Linked DNA regions of Mus musculus: regions 2 and 3 are each linked to region 1. A link is a contact called in public Hi-C data. All regions are on one chromosome and are shown on one strand. Each heading gives the region's core, a stretch centred on a gene start, on an enhancer-like site or on the middle of the called end of the contact. The rest is flanking DNA. Distances are from core to core; before and after follow the strand shown.

Region 1 (3,462 bases), core at 535-3,034:
GCTGGGCTGACGATTTCTCCATCTGGTGCTGACAGCAACTTTGGCTGGTGCTGAGGTGGGGCCTGGCCCGGCTTGCTCCCTTTGACCTCCACAGTGCAAATCTCTTGAAACGATAAAGGAGCCGAGTGTGAGGCAAGGCCTCGAGCCTGGGCGGATGAATGTGCCCTACAGCTTCTCGGAGCACAGCAGGGAGATGTCTGAACAAAGCATGGAGACCTGCACTGAGGCCCTGGTGGGCTGTTCCAAGACTGCACTCCAGGATCCACCTAGACCTAGCCATTTGGTCCTGGCTATTGAAACAGAAAGGCCTATTGCTCCAGGCCATGCTGTGCTTTTGCAAAAGAGTTGCCTTGTGAGAACTCAGAATATTACTATTGGTCAGCTTGTAGATGCATGTCTGCCTTCAGATTGGTATAAAGCAACAGCCCTCAACCTGTGGGTCACAGTCCCCTTGGGGATTGAATGAGCCTTTCACAGGGGCTTAAGACCATCTGCATATCAGATATTTACATGATGATTCATAACAGCATCAGCATTACAGTTATGAAGTAGCAACAAAAATAATTTTATAGTTGGGGATCACCACCACATGAGGAACTGTATTAAAGAGGAAGACCACTGGTATGAAGCAATGGTTGAGGACCAGTTATGTCTGTGTCTGTCTTTTAAAATTCAAGAGACTGCAAAGTAGGACCACTCATGCTAGAGCTAAGAAACAGGTTTTCTTTTCTCTTTCCTTTCTTCTCCTCCTCCTTCTCTTCCCCTTCTCTTCCTCTTCCTCCTCTTCCTCTTCCTCTTCCTCTTCCTCTTCCTCTTCCTCTTCCTCTTCCTCTTCTTCTTCTTCTTCTTCTTCTTCTTCTTCTTCTTCTTCTTCTTCTTCTTCTTGTCTTTTTTTTATGATGGGTTCTCACTCTCTTGCTCAGGCTGGCCTTGTACTCATGTTCTTCCTGCTTCCGTTTTCTGAATGTCAGCATGATTTTAAGAGCCAGCGTGCCCACTGGGTCTGTGCTTTTGTTATCATTCTGAATGTGAGAAGAGAATTCAGACTTGCAAGAAGGGGTTGGCACACTCAAGGGGACAGAGTGTGGGAATTGTCAGGAGAAAGTCCCCACCTCCATGTGCTCTGAAGGATGTGAGGCAAGCTTACACAATATCTCATATTCCAGTCCCAGAAGGGAGGCGGTCACACTGTGTAATATTTCCAGTTACGTTCAAGAAACAGCCTGGAATGATCAGAGCCATAACTCTTGACTGCAGCAAATGGAAGGGTGGGGTGAAGGGAACCACGCAAGAGTAATTAGGCAGCCGGTGACCGTGGCTCTGAACCTGCTGGCCCTGCTAAACAGAACATAAATTTTTTTAAGGGCTACAGTGGGCTCTGTGCAGCACAACTTTGATATCTGAGATGCAATTAGACTTTGCCCTTATGAGGAATCAACTAAAAGCTTGCAAAATACCCCTGTTACTCTGGCGTGTTGTTTTCCCAGGCCAGTGTGCACACTGCTTCCTTGTGGCCCCCACAGTGCGTGACAGTCATTTGTGGGTCTTCTCTGGAGGCATCGGCCTCCTGGTACACCAGGGACTCCATACAGACAGTGAAAATAATTTGACCACTTGCTGCTTCCCAGTCACTCAAGGGTGATATTGAATCTGGAGCAGTTAAGACTCCCTAGAGAAATGAAGCGGAGAGATAAAAGTCTTTGCTAGGCCCTACAGGATTCTCTGCTTTCAAGCATCTTGGTGTTTTAGAAGCCTCTCCTTTGCTCCTGTTTCATGACATTTATCTTAGTGTTTGAGCAGACACGTGGAAGATACGATCTGCATGGGGATTTCCGCTGGAAGCAAGTCCAAAGCAGCGGCGGCGCCTGCATTCCCAGAATACACTGTTCTCTTTTGCCCTTTCTTCAGATCATCCCAGACTGGAACATCTTGCTGCTGAGCATCAGGAAGGAAAGGAGGAAGAAAGATTGAAGTGGGGAGGGTGGAGAGAGAAAGAGGAAGGGAGGGAGGGCTAGGAGATCCATATGTAAGACAAGATAAATGTTACTTATTTATGCCTCGTCTTTATTCCTTGTCAAATGGAGATCGCATCCAAAACTCAGCCACAGCAAGTCCTATAGGAGAAGGAAGCAGTGTCAGTTCTCAGGACCAGGGCAGCTTTGGCATCTAAAAAATGCTTCTATCCTCTAGCTAAAGTGCCTGGCTCCCCATTACCAAACACCTAGCTTCTAACTATTCCAACAAAACTGATTTTCAAGGTTTCCGTGAACCTTCCATCCACAGATGGGAGAGGTAACTGGTTAGGAGCACAGGCTCTCAAGCCGGCCTCCCCGTTTTCACCTATCAACAATGCCACATAGCCACTGGGCAGCTTTCTGTGCTCTGGTCACCTCACCTACAAACTGTGGACACAAATCACATCAACTTAACAGTTCTTTTCATTAAATGTGAATGTATGCGAAGAAATTCAAGAGTACTTGATGCAAAATACTCAATAATTATTAACTACTCTTGTTACTGCTTTTTATTTCACGTGGGATTATCTGGTTCCCATCTGTTGGTAACTCATTTCCTCGGGGTGGTGTTTCTTTGGCCATAGATTCTTCTAATTTAAAACCATATCTTATCATCTGTCCTTTAAGGTAATATTTAAGGCCCAATTCTTTTCTTTAATTCCTCCCTTCCCAGTTGCATGCTAACGAATGCATTATCAAAGAGGTAAAAATGAGAGCAAATAAAAAATGTGAGCAAATAAAAACGGAAACCTAGCTCCATAGTAGAATGCAGGTTTGGCACATGAGAGGCTCTTGGTTTCATCTTGAGCACAAAGAAATTAAAAATAACATGTGTGACCTCCCTGACTTCTGGAATCATGGTGTAGAGAAGGGAGGTATCTTTAGTCACTCTTGCTGTGAAGAGACACCATCACCAAGGCAATTCTTGCAATTGTAGGCTAGCTTACAGTTCAGAGGTTTAGCCCATTATCATCATGGTGGGGGAGCAAGGTGACAGGCAGGCAGGCATGGTGAAGTAATTTGAGAGCTATAACTTAATACACAGGCAGAGGGAGACAGACAGACAGACAGACAGACAGACAGACAGACAGACAGAGGAAGTGCATGAGGGAGAGCAATACTGAGCTTGGCAAGGGTTTTGAAACCTCAAAGCCCATACCCAGTAAGAAACTTCTTCCAATCCTCCAACAAGGCTGCACCTATTGCAACAAAGGCCACACCTCCTAATCCTTCTCAAACAGTGCCACTACCTACTGACTAAGTGTTCAAATATATGATCGAGCCTGTAGGGGGGCATTCTTATTTATACCACTGCCTGAGGGCTGGTGTTTTGAACAGTGTGTGTAAAGAAAGAAGGAAATGAAAGAAAGGGGGAGGCAATCTCAAGATTCCCAGGTCAAAGAATGACATGGACCAGTGGATGCCACTAAGTCAAGCATGCAGAGTG
Region 2 (3,373 bases), core at 256-2,755, 190 kb after region 1:
GTCTGGGAGTTAAAATAATCAAAACCAATGGTAATAATGCGCCCAGGAAGCAGCTCTACAATGCAGATCCCCCACTCAGTAGTTAGCCCACTAATGACATTAGCTGGTATGAAATACAAATAGGAGAAAAACAATCTAAGCCAATTATACTGATTATGCCGCTGACATCAAAAGGTACAGCAGATGAAGCTGAATTTCCATATATTAATATTTAAGCCAGTATCCACTGCAAAGTAACACACATAATGAAGGCCCACTAGATTTCAGTACACACTGCTAAAAATCTCTAATCAAGCAAAAAAAAACAATTTTCTAAATGATAATTAGCAGTAATCATGTTCTTTAAGTGCAGAGTATTATAAAGTACAAACTGATTTTTTTTTTTAATGTGAATAGCAAAATTCCTTGTACTGGCAGTAGCATGACAGATGTAAGGGCAGAGGCTCCCAGCTCTGATTTAAGTGCCTCTCCAGTCACGAGAACAGTTGCATCTGTGATTGGGATGATCAAAAAGTGCATTGCCGATTATCAAAGACAGTCTTGACTAGGTGGAGTGCTCTACTTGAGGCAGAGGAGGGAGGAGTCAAGAGAAGGAGGAGGCAATAGAAGTAGAAGGAGGGCTTAACCCCTTACTTCCTAAGGTATTTTGCTGAAACAAAGTACAGGTCTAGCCAAGCCTTGAGCTGGCGTTGTTTTTTATCGCTCGGTGGGTATAGCAGCTGTGCAAATGCCGTCCACATGGGGCAAGACGAAATTCCTGCCAAGTGAGCGAGGAGAAATGTGAGCTCCATTTGCTTTACTGCCCATGCTCCTGTGAGGAGTTGCATAAAGGGAGAAAGTAGCTAATTAAAGCAACAATATAGACCCCACTCCGGGCGAGTATGCACCCATTCACATGATGTTTGAGACTCCTGGTACTGAGATACTGGGTAAGAACAAAGCCAGGCGTGTACACGCCACGAAATCACGGACGCCACTGTAATTGTCTTGTGCTGTCCACAGATGTGCTCATCAGCTGTTCCCCCATCGTGACCAACGCCTTGGTGATCAGCTTCCGAAGAGAAGAGGCCTCTTTTGGCTCTCAGTTTCTGAGGTTTCAGCCCGAGAGCCACTTGGAGATATGGCTTTTAAGCCTTGGTAATGAGGCAGCATGTGGGAGAGTGGAACAAAAGAGCTTCAACGTCCAGAAGGAGAGAGGACGAGGCAGGAGCTCTACCAAGGCCTCTGAGGACCAATGACCTGAAGCGCTCCTGCTAGGCTCCGCCTCCTAAGGTTCTATCACCTCCCAGTAGTCCCATGCTGCCCTCAGACAAAGCATGGACCTTTGAGGACATTTCAGACCTAAATGCTGTCAGCACAGAGCTCATTATGTCTTTTAATTCTTTGAAATGTGAAGAAAAAAATGCTTCTACTGTCTGGGAGGAAGGATGGTACAGAATAAGTGAGTGACGTTCTTAGAATCCTGTGGCCAACCCCAAAGTGGATATACAAGAGCAAAGTGATTCCTGTCGCAGTGATGGTGTGACATTTCAGATAAGCTAGAAGTGGCACGCAGCCAAGGCTTGAGCGCCCTGGCAGAGAAGCAGTTCCTGTGTAATTCTCAGTGTTTCGATCTGAATTATCATCACACCAGCAAAGTGCCCTTAATAACCTGTGAGAATACAGCTGTGTCTCATGGTTGGTTGCACCATCACCACCAACGTCCTTTTAAAAACTCGAAATTCAATTAATCTAAAAGCTTTAGATACGATAAGGTTTGGATTCATTCATACAATACCAAGCATCGAATCGACTCTTTGTCCTTCAGCAGTCCTGGGAATCTGGCAGAAATCTTAAGAAAAACCCTAGTGCCTAAAACCTGCAAGACTAGAAACTCACCATCACTAAATCTAAAGTACGTAGCTACAAATGGGTCAAATGTATGTTCTATGTATTTTATCACAATAAAACATGGAGACATAATTTGCAAAAAGTTATACTTCAGGCTGAAAATGTTAATGATAGTAATAACAGTAGTTAAAAGAAGTAACTACAACATAGAATGTAGAAAGTGTTTCAGAGTTTTATCAATTTTTTTAATATTGTTTACTTTGGGGGGGGGCACACAAGTGCCATGGTGCAGACGTGGAGGTCAGAGGACAACTTGCAATAATCCATTCTCTACTTCCACCATAAGGGACAAAAATCGAACTCTGGTTGCTAGGTTTGGCAGCAAACACAGCCAGCATCTTTACCCTCACTGGCCCACAATGCACCTTTACCCTGATTGGCCCACAAAAGGGAATTTCAAATAGCATTTTGCTCTTGGATTTTCTTTCCCTTTATTTTCTTTTCTAAATGAGCCAATAAAGCCAGTTGTTGATGGCACAGTTAAAACTCCCTTTCACACAGCTACTATGTTGCTAGCAGCTCCTTCTAACCTGTGGGACGCTGAGTCTTTTAGCATTGCAAATTGCTTTGCTTGCTACCTAGTTTTCACCAGTCCTTAGCTGATGTCCTGCTGTCTGCCTCTAGCAGACACTGAGAAAGAGCAAGAAGCAGGAGCAACAAATGACTTTATAGAGTTCAGGGAGAAGCAGCTGCTTTAGATGAGAGGAATCTTCCCGACATTGGGATTGGGAGGTAAAATTGCAAGGGAACTGTGGGCTAAAACGAGAATTCAAAACGAGGTACTAATAACAACCTGTCTAGTCTATGGAAATCTGGTATTCTATACAGATTTACTCTCAATCTGAATATTTTTTAAGCATTAGCTTAAAAATGAAAATGGACCAAAGGTCTTCAAAAGCCTTATTTTGCACAAAATTGCTCAGAATAACAATTCGCAAAAGAAAAGGCCATTTACAATCCCTGACTATTCACCGAGCATCTCTGATTCGTTCAGCAATTTTCTGGCCATTGTAGGTAATAAGATGAAATTGACATGTCCTAGTTCCTCGAGGAATATACCTTCCTTTCAGAAGTCAGAACCCACCTCCATTCCCCCCCAACCCCTCCCGCACACAAGCCTTTACTGAGATAAGACTGTGTGTGCATCAGGGAGCTGAAGAAACGGCTCAGTGCATAAAGCATTTACTGTACAAGTGTGAGAACTAAGTTTAGATTCCTCAGAAACCACATAAAGCTTGGGTGTGGTAGCACGTGTCTGTAACCCAAGCAAACCTATGACCAGATGGGAGGTGGAGACAGAATCCCTGGGAACGCATAGGCCAGCTGCTCTGGAGTGCACAGCAAACAACAACGAGAGGAAAAGGGAAGGCAAACAACAACGAGAGGGAAAGGGAAGGCAAGGACCAATACTGATTATCCTTTGATCTCTACATTCATCCTGTGCTTCACACCATTGGCCGTATGTGCTCGTGTGTGTGTGTGC
Region 3 (3,387 bases), core at 722-3,221, 210 kb after region 1:
AGCACTATCATGATTTTGCCCATACTTCATGTTACCGTTTATGACTCCTGGCTTCAGGAAGCCGATCATTTGGTTGGTGCTGTTCTGCAAATTTAGCTGAAAGGAGTTTGAAACGATTTGAAGTGAGGACCAATGAAGCGGTTCAGCCAGTAAAAAGGGCTTGCTGCTCAAACCTGGCGACCTGAGTTCAATGCCCCGATCCCACAGTGGAATGTGAGAACTGAGTCCTGAAACTCATCCCCTGACCTCTACGTGCACAGTCTGCTAAGAACACCTGAACATAGGCACACAAGTACACAAGCAAGTGCACACACACACTAATATACACAAGAATAATAATAAAAATTTAGAAATATTCTGAAATCATAAAATTAAACATTACTGTAAGTTCTGTTCACTCAATATTTTAAATTATGCTGTTGGGGAGGGGAAGAGAAAATAGTTGGAGACCTGGTTCTTAGGCTTTTGTAAGTTCTACTTTTACATGGGTCCTAGGTACCCAGGGCCATAAACACCGGGAATTCATGACAAAGGTCAAGACAAGCCAGTCTTAGCCCCGTTGTTTTTCTTCCTGGCTCAGTTAAACAATATTTGGAGCAAAATCTCTGCTACAGTGTGTCCAGAAATAAGGCTGTACCCTATTCCACCATTATGGAATAGCTCCAGAAAGCAGGTCTGTGGATATTTTACATTAGAAGAAGACAAGCCAAGAGAGGATGTCAGATGCTGAAGACCAGAGAACCAGGCATTGCTAAATCCCAGATAAATCTTCTCAGTCCAACCCAGGCTGCTTTTCTTCACCTGCATCCCAGAGACTGTCTCTAAAAGCTGGAGGTCAAATCTTCTTCAAACTATAGCTGGCATCACTCTTGTTTGCCTTTGGTTTCTATCTAACCCATTACTTTCCTGTTCACTCACATGTACAGCAATAGTAACACCTCCGGGGCGGTTTGTTTGTTTTTCGATATGTAATCCTCCACCCCAACAAGTTAGGAGAGCTGTTAGGGTGGGACTAGGGCTCTGATGTCTCAAGTGCCACTGGTGTGACCTTAGTGTGCAGCCGGGTAGAGAACCACTCAATTAAGAACCATCAGAAGCCACTGACTCTAACACTGTACATCAATGTCATCTCCCTGGTCCCCAAACTCCAGTGCTCACCAAGACCACACAGAAGTCCTAGTTCAATATGTTCACTGAGAAGAGTCATATTCCAGCAAGACTTGACTGTGGGTGGAAGCATTTGTATCTGTATTTCATATAGGTGTTTTGCCTGTACATAGGCATGTGCGCTATATACATATACACATATAAAGCCACAGAGCCAGAAGAAGGCATCGGATCCCCTGGAACTGGGACTTACAGGTTGAGTTGTCAATGTAGTTGCTAGAAATTAAACCCTGGTCCTCTTACCCACTGAGCCACCTCTCCAACCCCTTCGTGTAATTTTGTACAAGATAGAAAACATTACTTATTTGTTTTTGAGATTTTTGAGCACGTTTAAATTGCACAAAGCAGGGATAGGGGCATAACTCTGAGGAAAAATGGTTGCCTGGCATGCAGGAGGCCCTTGCTTTTATCTTCGGCCCCACAAAAGTAAAAACTAGTTAAAACTGCAAAAACCAGAAGCTGGGGGGATGCTGGAGGCATCGAAACCATAGCAGCCTCAGCACCACATAAGCAGACAGAGCTGGAGGGGTGGGGAGGAGGAAGGGGGCCTGGCAGCCTCTTCTGCACTGCACTCACATGCATGCACCCACACTCCAAACCCACGTATACACATAATTAAAAACAAAAGGTGAAGTCATTCTCAAAACCCTGTAAGAGTCTATCACATGGAGATGTAACTAGCTATACCTCGGCTCTTTGCAACCAGTGTTGGGCATTTCTACAGCTCTGTCTTCACAGAGTGTAGAGAGCATCTGTGAGAGTCTGCAAACAAGGACAGCTTGGAAGGGGGGTAAGCAGGTGGAGAGGCTCAGCACTGTCACTTTGATGCAGTTAGTCCCTCATGCTGCAGTGGCCATCACCCACAAAGTTATTTCCTGTACCTCGTGACTGTAACTCTGCTACTGTTGTGAGTCATAATGTAAATATTTGATATGCAGAGTATCTGATACTTGACTCCCATAGAAGAGTTGTTCTACCCTCAAAGGGGTCACAATCCACAGGTTGAGAACCACGGGTCTAGGAGTTCTACTTCCTGGGTGCTGGGGAGCACTTGGCATCTGCAGGCTTCTGATACTCACATGTGTAAATGTTTTCCTTTGTACTACATATCTTACATGATTTACTTAAGGAATCTCTTCCTGTCTCAAGGTCTTAAAATTTTGGTCAATTAAGTTACACTTTTGCAGTGAGCAAAAGGTACCAAAATGGAGACAATAAAATAAAATAAAATACATATATTAAAAAAAAGGTCTTTCACTTTTTTGTCCTAAAATTTTCTTAGTTATGATTTACATATTTAGGTTTTGGTCCACTTATATACTACTCTCTCTCTCTCTCTCTCTCTCTCTCTCTCTCTTACAACTCTCCCCCTCTCCTCTGTCTCTACCAACATAACCATGTTTACAGTGGTTAACCCTGGGTTGTAATTTTACTTCTGTAACATAAAAAGTCTGATGCAAATATAGAACTTCTAAAATAAAGATAATGGGGGATGGGGGAGTACCTTAAGTTTATTCCAGAAGCACAGATGAGTAGAAGCCAAGTTGACAGGCGACAGGGTAAGTAATAAATAATATGATCTGATGTGATAAGATATTCAAGATACATGTTTGCAACCCTGGAAACATCTGTTGGAAAGCAAGACACTCAGCCTTGCTACGTTTTTAGGTGTGACTTTTTAGTGTCTCTGAGATAAACATACAAGCAAACACTTTGCCTAACACACACATATCACACACACACATATACCATATACACACACCACACACATACCACACACACCCACTCTGGGAACCAAGGCTGGCACCTCAACAGAGGCTGAGCGAGCCTGAGCACAGACGTGGTCAGGGCGTGGCAGCCACAGCACATGGGCCGTGCTCTGATAGTGGCCGAAGTCTGAAGTCCACGTGACACCAAGAGGGAAAATCTCACTCTTCTCATTTCGGAGACCCTGGCTGAAAGTGCCATGGGCAATGAGTGGTCTCTGGAACACGCCACAGCTCTCACCTAACAATGCTTTCCTGTAGTTGATACAACTGTATGGATACAATGGTCACCCCTCTAGTTCAAGAGAAAAGATGGACTGTCTCCACTTTTAAGCAACCAACATAGTATTAAAAAAAAAAAAGGCCACATTAATTATTCAGGAACCTCCTGTTCAGATGATATAATAGAACAGGCTGATCATAATGGAATTTATTATCCAGTTCCAAAGAAAGG

What was found. Hi-C and Micro-C count contacts between places; a contact is called where the count stands out from the background.
Region 2: a contact with region 1 is called in a Hi-C map of the N1E-115 cell line, with 2.7 times the contacts expected there. The contact joins two enhancer-like sites. A contact is called at or near these places in 6 of 484 Hi-C or Micro-C datasets (the G1E-ER4 cell line, the N1E-115 cell line, Sertoli cells and 3 more), 3 of 115 datasets of contacts at active chromatin or transcription factors (T-cell acute lymphoblastic leukemia, fibro-adipogenic progenitors and pancreatic cancer cells) and 1 of 9 other capture datasets (embryonic stem cells).
Region 3: a Hi-C map of the N1E-115 cell line shows a contact between it and region 1, with 4 times the contacts expected there. The contact joins two enhancer-like sites. A contact is called at or near these places in 9 of 484 Hi-C or Micro-C datasets (the G1E-ER4 cell line, the N1E-115 cell line, Sertoli cells and 6 more), 3 of 115 datasets of contacts at active chromatin or transcription factors (embryonic stem cells, fibro-adipogenic progenitors and pancreatic cancer cells) and 1 of 9 other capture datasets (adipose tissue).

The regions. Positions count from the first base shown.
Region 1 is chr13:97,597,018-97,600,479 of GRCm38.p6, reverse strand. No RefSeq gene overlaps it. Among named protein-coding and RNA genes, the nearest start is that of Gm34087, 24 kb to the left of the region's middle. Within about 2 kb of position 1,784, at least 36 of the 459 cell types and tissues checked have an H3K27ac peak or open chromatin away from gene starts, as enhancers often do. A contact at or near this core is called in the N1E-115 cell line, where this site is marked.
Region 2 is chr13:97,406,768-97,410,140 of GRCm38.p6, reverse strand. No RefSeq gene overlaps it. Among named protein-coding and RNA genes, the nearest start is that of Lncenc1, 27 kb to the left of the region's middle. Within about 2 kb of position 1,505, at least 28 of the 459 cell types and tissues checked have an H3K27ac peak or open chromatin away from gene starts, as enhancers often do. A contact at or near this core is called in the N1E-115 cell line, where this site is marked.
Region 3 is chr13:97,385,380-97,388,766 of GRCm38.p6, reverse strand. No RefSeq gene overlaps it. Among named protein-coding and RNA genes, the nearest start is that of Gm33447, 11 kb to the right of the region's middle. Within about 2 kb of position 1,971, at least 47 of the 459 cell types and tissues checked have an H3K27ac peak or open chromatin away from gene starts, as enhancers often do. A contact at or near this core is called in the N1E-115 cell line, where this site is marked.